Regions from separate parts of the Zea mays genome. Here region 1 is linked to region 2. A link is a contact called in public Hi-C data. All regions are on one chromosome and are shown on one strand. The core of a region is the stretch at or near the end of the contact, and the rest is flanking DNA. Distances in the headings are between cores, read along the strand shown.

The links. Hi-C and Micro-C count contacts between places; a contact is called where the count stands out from the background.
Region 1: a Hi-C map of leaf shows a contact between it and region 2, with 7 times the contacts expected there. The contact joins the promoter of LOC103635012 here to the promoter of LOC100279184 in region 2. A contact is called at or near these places in 8 of 25 Hi-C or Micro-C datasets (bundle sheath, ear, endosperm and 3 more).

The regions. Positions count from the first base shown.
Region 1 is chr8:29,240,739-29,245,549 of Zm-B73-REFERENCE-NAM-5.0, forward strand. It overlaps LOC103635012 (acyl-coenzyme A thioesterase 13), which reads left to right and starts at 2,841. Exons shown (of 8, transcript XR_004851931.1): 1 at 2,841-3,587; 2 at 4,689-4,811.
Region 2 is chr8:29,066,086-29,070,595 of Zm-B73-REFERENCE-NAM-5.0, forward strand. It overlaps LOC100279184 (Putative VHS/GAT domain containing family protein), which reads left to right and starts at 2,791. Exons shown (of 10, transcript NM_001349010.1): 1 at 2,791-3,292; 2 at 4,177-4,255. The coding sequence starts at 3,192. LOC100279318 (eukaryotic translation initiation factor 3 subunit 6-interacting protein) reads right to left here and starts at 2,426. Exons shown (of 7, transcript NM_001152339.1): 1 at 1,824-2,426; 2 at 1,372-1,703; 3 at 1-145. The coding sequence starts at 2,357.

The sequences.
Region 1 (4,811 bases), core at 1,591-4,090, 170 kb after region 2:
GAAGACCTTTTGCAGGTTGCGTAGTGAGCTAAATGTCATAGATTCGCGGAACCTGGATTGAATTGTAGCATACATGTACTTATGCTTTTGATCATGTTCCTTTTTGCATTTTGTTGCTTATTATGGTGCTCAAGTTGTACAAACACTCCCTGGACCTCACAAGTCCGTTGCAAAGTGATGCACATGTTTAGGGGGAGATGTGTTACAACTTGACCCTTTGAGACTAACCATGTGCTTGAGTTTGATAAATTAGTCTCGAAGGAGGATTGAAAGGGAAAAGGTGGACTTGGACCATGAAAGACTTCCACTGCACTCCGATGAGAGGGTAACTAATTCCAAGTTCATCTCATGAAATCTTATTGCCATTTGCTCTTAATTGAAGACTTTGGTGAGGCAATGGGGTTAAAAAGGCCAAGATTGATCCCGTTTTGGTGCTTGATGCCAAAGGGGGAGAAAATAAAGGCCAAAGTAATAGATGGATCAGCTACCACTTGAGAGATTTTGAAAATAGTAGAATAGAGTTTTTGTGAGTTTTTGTTTTGTCAAAAGCTTTTATTGTCTCTATTGTCAAAAGTTGACTTCTTGTGGGGAGAAGTGGTGATTATGGGAAATAGGGGGAGTTTTTGAAATCCTTGATCAATCTCTTTTGGAATGACTCTCTTTATGCCTCAACATGTGTGTTTGACATAGAAATAGAGATTTGAGTTTGATTTGCAAAAACAAACCAAGTGGTGGCAAAGGATGATCCATATATGCCAAAATTGAATCAAAACCAATTTGAGTTTTTATTTGAAGTGATTTCGCACTTGTTCTAGTTGCTTTATGTTGTGTTGGCATAAATCACCAAAAAGGGGGAGATTGAAAGGGAAATGTGCCCTTGGGCCATTTCTAAGTATTTTGGTGATTGAGTGCCAACTCAAGTGCTTAAAATGTGAATTTATGCAATGGATGAACAAAGTGCAAATCTACAACAAAGGTATGTTTCTAAGTCTTAGTACATTGGTTTTGTGTACTAATATATTTGTCTAAGTGTTAGAAACAGATAGAAGAAGATAAGAGAAGACTTGGCTGTGTACAGCCAAGGGACTGTTTCGGTCTGGGGCACCGGACTGTCCGGTGGTGCACCGGACAGTGTCCGGTGCACCAGGCTGTCTCGGCCGAACAGGTCGCTCTCGGGAATTTGCTGACGGCGTACGGCTAAAATTCACCGGACTGTCCGGTGTGCACCGGACTGTCCGGTGAGCCAACGGTCGGCCGCGCGATCGGCGCGCGACACGTGGCCGAGCCAACGGTCGGAAGGAAGCACCGGACTGTCCGGTGTGCACCGGACTGTCCGGTGCGCCAGATCTGCAACGGTCGGCAACGGTCGGCTTCGCTGTTTATGGAAATAAATCGGGCACCGGACACTGTCCGGTGTGCACCGGACTGTCCGGTGCGCCCGACGACAGAAGGCAAGGATAGCCTTCCAGATGTGTTCTCAACGGCTCCTAGCTGCCTTGGGGCTATAAAAGGGACCCCTAGGCGCATGGAGGAGGACACCAAGCATTCCCACAACACTCCTAAGCACCAAGACATCGATCTCGCGCATTTGTTTCATTGTGATAGCATATAGAGCTCTTGTGGAGTTGTGAACTCTTTGAGTTGTGTTGCGAGCTCTTGTTGCGACTTGTGTGCGTGCTGTTGCTCTGATCTTTTGAAGTCTTGTGTGTGTTGCTCATCCCCTTCCTTACTCCGTGATTCTTTGTGAACATCAAAAGTGTAAGGGCGAGAGGCTCCAAGTTGTGGAGATTCCTCGCAAACGGGATAAGAAAAGAAAAGCATAACACTGTGGTATTCAAGTTGATCATTGGATCGCTTGAGAGGAGTTGAGTGCAACTCTCGTCCGTTGGGACGCCACAACGTGGAGTAGGCAAGTATTTGTGCTTGGCCGAACCACGGGATAAACCACTGTGTCTTCTCTGTGTTTGATCTTTTGTGGTTATCGTATTGTGCAAGACCTTCTCTAGCCACTTGGCATTATTACTCTAACTCTTAACAAGTTTTTGTGGCTATAAGTTTAAGTTTTACAGGATCACCTATTCACCCCCCCCCCCCTCTAGGTGCTCTCAAGTTGTAAGCTGCTGGCATCTAGCTATAAATCCAGCTGTAATAACTGATTAGCTCTGTGATCTAGCTGTTAATCCAGTTGTAGTAACTGATTAGCAATTATACCCACTTAGGGCTGCTATAAATCTGAGCATTTGTAATGAAGAAGGCATGAAATGAAATAGAAGAGAAATCATACTGCCACATACCTGTGAATTCGGTTTTGGCAAGATCCGGCCAAGGGGAAGTGTCCTCACGTCGGTAGAACTCTAGAGAAAGGGGAAGAACATACCTGGAGGCAAACTCATCTAACTCTAGAGCTTCCACAACACGTACCTAGTGCAGATCTGGGCAAACCATAGCCCAGGGAGCAGATCTGGACGAACCCTAATCATAGGGTTCCTCACACACGTCGAGCGCGCGGATGAGGTCGGCGCTCGGCGTCACAACGAGTCCAAGTCTCCAAGACAGACTTCTTTTTTAACTTGCTCGGTGCGGCTAGCTTGCTGTAACACCTAAAAATCTTTTCCTATGTAATTAATAAAATAAATATAAAGATTATCAATTAAAATATTTTAATAAGAAATTTCTTACCTTGGAAGTCACTCCTCCAAAAATAAATATATTTTCTATTGAAAGATCAAATAAAAAATCTCTAACTGATTTAGTTATCCTTTTGTTGGACTATAAATTCTAGCTGAATAAAGATTATACAATAAAAAATTACATTCCTTAACAACTATTTATGTATGTGCATCACCTACTTGGAACCTTAAACTCAGTTTTAAATTTGAATACCTAAAATTAAATTCAAACAGAAATTTGCAAAAGAAAACACGAAAACATGGGATGGTGCAGATTCTTTCGTAGGTCGTATCTCTCTCAACCCCGCCCCTTCTACCTTGCTTGTTGGGCCCAGAAGCACCTCACCGGCCCAACTCCGTGTCTCGCTGCACGCGCAACCGCACCTCAGCCTCCTGCTCGCGCGCACCGCAGCGCCGTCTGGGGCAGGTCCCGCCGTTCAGCCGCACACATCACCAACCGCGTGATGCTCATGTGCCTTCAATCACCGCCGCGTGGGACCCACACCGTCACCATCATCCCCTTTCCTCACTCCTCAGGTTGTTACGAGGCTACGTGCAGATCTCGCCCTTCACCCCTTGTCGGATTTCGCCCCATCTGGAGATCTCCCTGGGAATAAAACCTGATGCATCATCTCCTCCCGTCTCCCTCCATCCATATGGCTCAAGCACGAGCGCCACACCATCATAGACTGCCACGCAAACCGAGAGGGCAGAGTCTGTTGCCATGGCCACATGAACAAAGAGAGAGAGAGAAAGGAACATAGAGAGAGCAGAGAGTACATCAGGGCATGGAGAACATGTATACGGTGTCGAGGGTGCCAGGGTCGACCGGGACGCCAGTGAATTCCTCGTCGGATTTCAACAGTCGTCACCAAGCCGCCTCGCACGTGGTCACGAGTCTTCGTGTAGTAATCTCCGGTAAGAATACTCCTAGTTAATCTTTGACGCCATCCTCGTTGTGTAGAACCCTCTCGGTGGGTGGTCGGGGCACCTGTACGCTCGGTCGCTTGGCGCCGATGTGCCTCACCGTCATATGGGGGCGCCGCCGTCGTCTGGGACAACGGATGATGATGGAAGCACACTCGCCATTGATCCCTAAATGGACGACTTAGATTAGACATCTGCATACCCCTTTGTGAAGAGATCTAGGTCGCGTATCTGTAGATCGACGGTTAGGATTGGATCGGCCACTATAAAATCATAACCGTGGGGTTCGAATCCTACGATCTGCATCGCGTACCCTTTCATTTAAAGTTGGATCTAATCTAGACCGAGCAGATTAGATCAGACAGTTGAGATATGCCGATACCCTTTCAGCCAGCACAATAGCAAAAGAGCCCCTGATCTTTATAGTAATAAACCCGCCATCCATCCATATGCATGGACATTACCTCGAACTCCTCGGGTTTGTAATAGAAATTGCGCAGAGGTCCTTAATAAATCATAGTTTGGTCCCTGGTATTTGCAGATAAGCCTTTATAAGCTATTTTGGGTAATGAAATAAAATAAAAATATCTATAAAACGTAGGAAATTCATATTTTTCTGAAGCTAGTGAAACTTTGTAAAGACCACATAGTGCTACCTGCCTCGTCTTCTCGGCAGAGATGAATGGGAAGTCATGATCCCTTGGCAAATGGGTAACACGACTTGTGGGTAAAGGGTGCAACCTCTGCAGAGTGTAAAACAGGTATACCAGCCGTACTCACGGTCAAGAGCAACTCAGGACTCTCGTATGATTAATTTATGGAACTAAACTTAATCTGTCATATGTATTGTATCACGGGTGTTATTATCAATTGTGAACACTTATTTAATTGGTTGGTATCTACTTATACTTAGTAACTGCTAATAAAATTTTGACCAACTTTAAAAGCAATGCTCAACTTTAACCATCTCCTTTGGTAAGCCTTACACTTCGTATGAGCCCAACTGTAAGTGAGCTCATGCACATTATTCTACACAATTTGTTGAGCGATGAACGTATGAAAGCTCACCCTTTTTGTACTCATATCCCCCAGGTCAAGGACATGTACTACAAGATGAGGAGCATGAAGGATGTCATGGCTACTTAAATCGGGTGTGACAATTTATTATTTGTGATCTCTTATTTATTTGGGTTGATATCTACTTATACTTAGTAA
Region 2 (4,510 bases), core at 1,541-4,040:
CAAAGATAGGCAAATCACCAACAGTGCATACATCTGCTCATTTTTCTTCAGTATCTGATCATACTGAGGGGACTTCTGATGATACTGCTTGTACTTGAGGATATACAGAAGAATCTTGTTGAATTCACGAGTGGCCTCAACATACCTAGATTTACCCCCAAAAAAATTGCGTTTATGAGCAACAAGAATTAAACATCTTGGGTAATTCCATCCCAAGAAAGCATGTAGAAATCTTGGGGGCAATAAAATGAAATGGTTCACCTGTCTAGCTGGAAAATTGTTTCATAAATGAAGCATTTAGCATTGCTTAGGTAGTATAACTAAATTAGCTGATGATGTTATTGTTGAGAGCACCAGAATTATAATATAGAGCGCCAAACTGTTGCAACCTTACGATATGCAATACCAATCCCCTTAACTTTGGGTGTATGATAAATAAAAAATGAATCTTGTAGGTCTCGTATGCTTTTGGCGGGCTATGTAGTGTTAGTTGATGACGGGAGACTCTAGAGTCTAAACTCTAAAGGTTTTAGACTTGGTAGAACTAAAACTGAATAAATGATATGCGACTTCAGCACTACTACACATGAGGAAGGACATAGTAGTTTGAAAGATCATAGTGCCTAGGAAGAATATCTTTTGGTATTTAGGATCAATTGTATGTAGAGAAGGAGATATTGATAAAGATGTTAGCCATAGAATCAAAACAGAGTGGATGAAGTGCCGCCAAGCATCTAGTGTTTGTGTTCTATGTAACAAGAGGATGATATACATGATGCGCCAGGGGTAACACAAATTAAACAACAGCTTGTCCAACACTAGTTGAGATGGTTTGAACATGTACAACAAAATCCTTCAGAGGCACCAATGCATAGTGGTATCCTAAGGCGCAATAGCAATGAGAAGAGAGACAGGAGAACACTGAAGTTGACATGGTAATAGGCAGTAAAAAAAGACTTGAAATGGTGGAATATACCCAAAGATTTAACCTTGAATAGGAGTGCATGGAAAATAATCCATGTGCCTGAACCTTGATTAATGGTTTATGTTGGGTTTGAACTCTAGCCTACCCCAACTGGTTTAGGACTAAAAGGCTTCGTCGTTGTTTTTGTAAGTCTCATATGCCAGTATGAGAGAATGTTTCAGCAATGTCTAATCATTCCGCAGATATCCTCAATAAGATTGTAAGCAGTCCCCCACCCCCACCCCATATCTCAAATCCTGGCTTCAAACCTGATTGTAAGAAGGTATAATACTAGGGGTTCCATTATTTCTTGTACTAAAGGTATCAAAACTATGTGTGCCAACCTCAATGCACTAGGTTCTAAACAATCGTAGGCCATAGTGATCAGAAAAGTAGGTTTGCCACACCTGCGCATCATAAGGTTTGCGAAGCCATAGTGATAGATGGTGGAAATGTGGCTCCCGATGACAATGCTGTAGACCCCTTGCTGGTTGAGGTCGATGGGACCGAGGCACTTGAGGCCAGTGTGGTAATCCCCAAGGAGGCAGTGTATCCTGAGGAGGCCAATCATGCTGTAGTAGCCGAGCACCTTGAGCACGTTGCTCCCGCCCTCGTAGTCGTAGCCATCGGTGGCGGTGAACTGCTCCAGGCCCTCCTTCTCCCTCTCGAGGATCTGTGTGATCATGGACTTCTCGACCAGCGCCTGCAGGTAGTTGAGGACCCCGTACACGTTCCACGCCTGCAGGTACGTTTGATTTAGGGAGAGCAGAGCCGTGATTCACTGCCATTTTTTGGGCATTTGTTGGAGTCATGCACCTGGCAAGAAAGGGAAAGGGAAGACAAGACAAGTACTAGCAACCTTGTCGAACTGCTTGAGCTGGTTGAGCTCGTCCTCCGTCTTGGTCTTGAGCTTGGCGCGGTATTGGCAGCAGCTCTGGAACTGGTAGACAAACTCGTCGACCATGTCCCAGAGCCACTGGTTGGGCAGCTGCATGTTGACGACGCCGTGAAGGACGACTCTGAAGAGGTCGCAGTAGTTGGTCCAGGACTCGGCGCGGTGCGCGGCAGTGAGCGGAGAGAGGCGGGCGTGGGCGTGGCGGTACCAGAGCTCGCGGTAGAGGAGGAGGAAGACGGGATCGCCGTCGCAGTAGGGTGCGACGGCCTCCGCGGAGGGCCAGGGAGCGTCGCGGAAGAGGCGGTCGGAGAGGCGCTGGAAGCCGCCCTCGTACATCTGGTGGATCTCGTAGACGTTCTTGTCCCGGATGTGGCGGTACAGGTGCACCACGAAGGTCTTGACGGAGTCCGGCACGTAGCTGGGATCGTAAGCGTCCACCGCGTGCGGCGGCGCCGACGGCTGCAGACCGTCCTCCCGGTCGTAGGGGGCCGCCGCCATGGCTGGGGAACTGGGGAGGCAGGGGGGTTCAACCGTTCAAGGTCCGGTGGCGCGCGGTGGGATGAAGCCCTATTGTTTTGCTTGCCTGGCTCTTGGCTGGGTGTTGTGTCAGTGTGTGTGTGTGAGAGAGATGGGAGCTTTGCGGCTGCTTGCTACGTGGGCCGTAGGGTGAGGCGTGGGCCTACTTACTGGCGCCTTTTGCAGGTTGGGCCGGCCTGCGAGGTGCATTTGGTGGGTTTGGGTTGGCGCAAGCCGCGAGGGAAGGGAGGGCCGGGCGGCTGCCGGGTCGCCGTCGAGGCGTCCTCCCTCCCGAGTCCCACGAGCACGGAGCACCGGCCTCCGGTTCAGATTCGGTGACACGCACGGCACGGACGAACCCAACGGGGCACTGCTCACGGGAAAGAGAGAGGATTCCTCCGCCGCGTCCGCGTTGGACTGGACAGCTCACGCCGCTGCGAAAGCAACCAGCCAGAGCCAGATCCGTCGGTTCCAACGAAACATCCATTCACGCCCGCCACCGGCATCCCCATCTCCGATCCGCCGCAGCCGCAGTCGCAGGCACGTCCTCCTCTCCGGCCACCCGGAGCGCGGCAGCCAGCGAGCGAGCCACTGTGGTCGCCGTGCAGGTACCTAATTTTTGCAGCCCCCACAAAGTCAGAGGGTGGGGGCAAAAAAGAAAGGGGGAAGACAGTCACAGAGAGGTGCGCGGCCAACTTGCCTGGTGCGGGTGGTTTCGGGCACGGGCGAGCGCCATCCGCTCGCTGCCGATCCCAATCCGGCCAGCAGCGGCCGCCCCGCCACCGGGCCTCCCTCCGACCGTTCCCCCCGCCCGCCATGGCTGGTTCCATGGTGGACCGCGCCACCAGAGACATGCTCATCGGCCCGGACTGGGCTAAGAACATGGAGATCTGCGACATCTGCAACCGCGACCCCGGGTACGGACCCCCTCTCCCGCTACCCTGACCTGTCTCGGATTCGGGCTGCTCCCGCCATCAGATTCCCTCCCTATCCCCGCGAGATTCTCAATCGCGCCTGCGATCAGTTGTGGTTTTACGCGCTCACCCTTCTCGGAGTTAGGTTCCAACTAGAGGGGGTCCAGGCTGCTCGAATTGAGCTACCCGCCACATGCGTCTCTGCCAGGATCATCATTTCTGACTCTGCAATGTACCTGCCTTGCTCCGTTTGCATTCTCACGTCGTGTAGTCATTTTTTTAAACTGTTAGTAGTCTCCGATCGCACAGTAGAGGTGGGGGGGGGGGGGGGGGGGGGGGGGGGCTTCATTGGGTCATCATTGTTCAAATCATAATTGAGCAATCCCTGGTTTGGAAATAACTGTCCATGCTCCATTTGCTGATTAGGTCGTGTGGCAAAAGGGAATGCTACACGAGAGGGGCCCTTACTGTATCCTAACTAGGTGCTGTAACATACTTTTCCTGATCAATCACAGCGCGCTGCATCTATGAGGGAAAATATCCACAGACGATTTTACAAATGGCAAAAAAAAAAATAGAGGTAGACCAGTGGGAATATGGGGAAGATACTGTATTCTGGTTTCCATATTTTCAGTCCAAATGTTTTGATTCCGCATATGACAATATATTTGAGTATCTGAATCTGCTGGCAAATGATGCACTTTGTTTTTATTTGGTTCATGGCCAAGAATTGGGACTGAATATCAAACATTCTACTGGACTGAAATGATATAGCTTGCACTAGGTTGCTCATGTTCATTTCGTTTCTGCTGAAACAGAAGCCCATTTAATTTGCTTTGCCCTGCTGTCATTCTGTTATTGATTGTCCATATCTATGCTTGTAACAGGCAATCAAAAGATGTCGTCAAGGCACTAAAGAAACGGATTGGCCACAAGAATCCAAAAGTTCAACTTCTTGCACTAACTGTAAGTCTGTCTGTGACTTGTCATTTACTTTTATGTCTTACGTGTGGTAGGCTATTAGTAACTGTCAAAGACTTTTTTATTGTTTTGTATTGTGCTTCCACAAAATCGAACACGTGATCCTCTGGCACTGGTAACTGTTGAAGATTTTTTTCTGTCGTTTTGTGTCTTGCTTTCACAAATCAAACACCTGATCATCTGCTAAGTTATGTGTTGCACTTTTGTTATATGTTCAACCATGTTCCAATTTATGTTCCC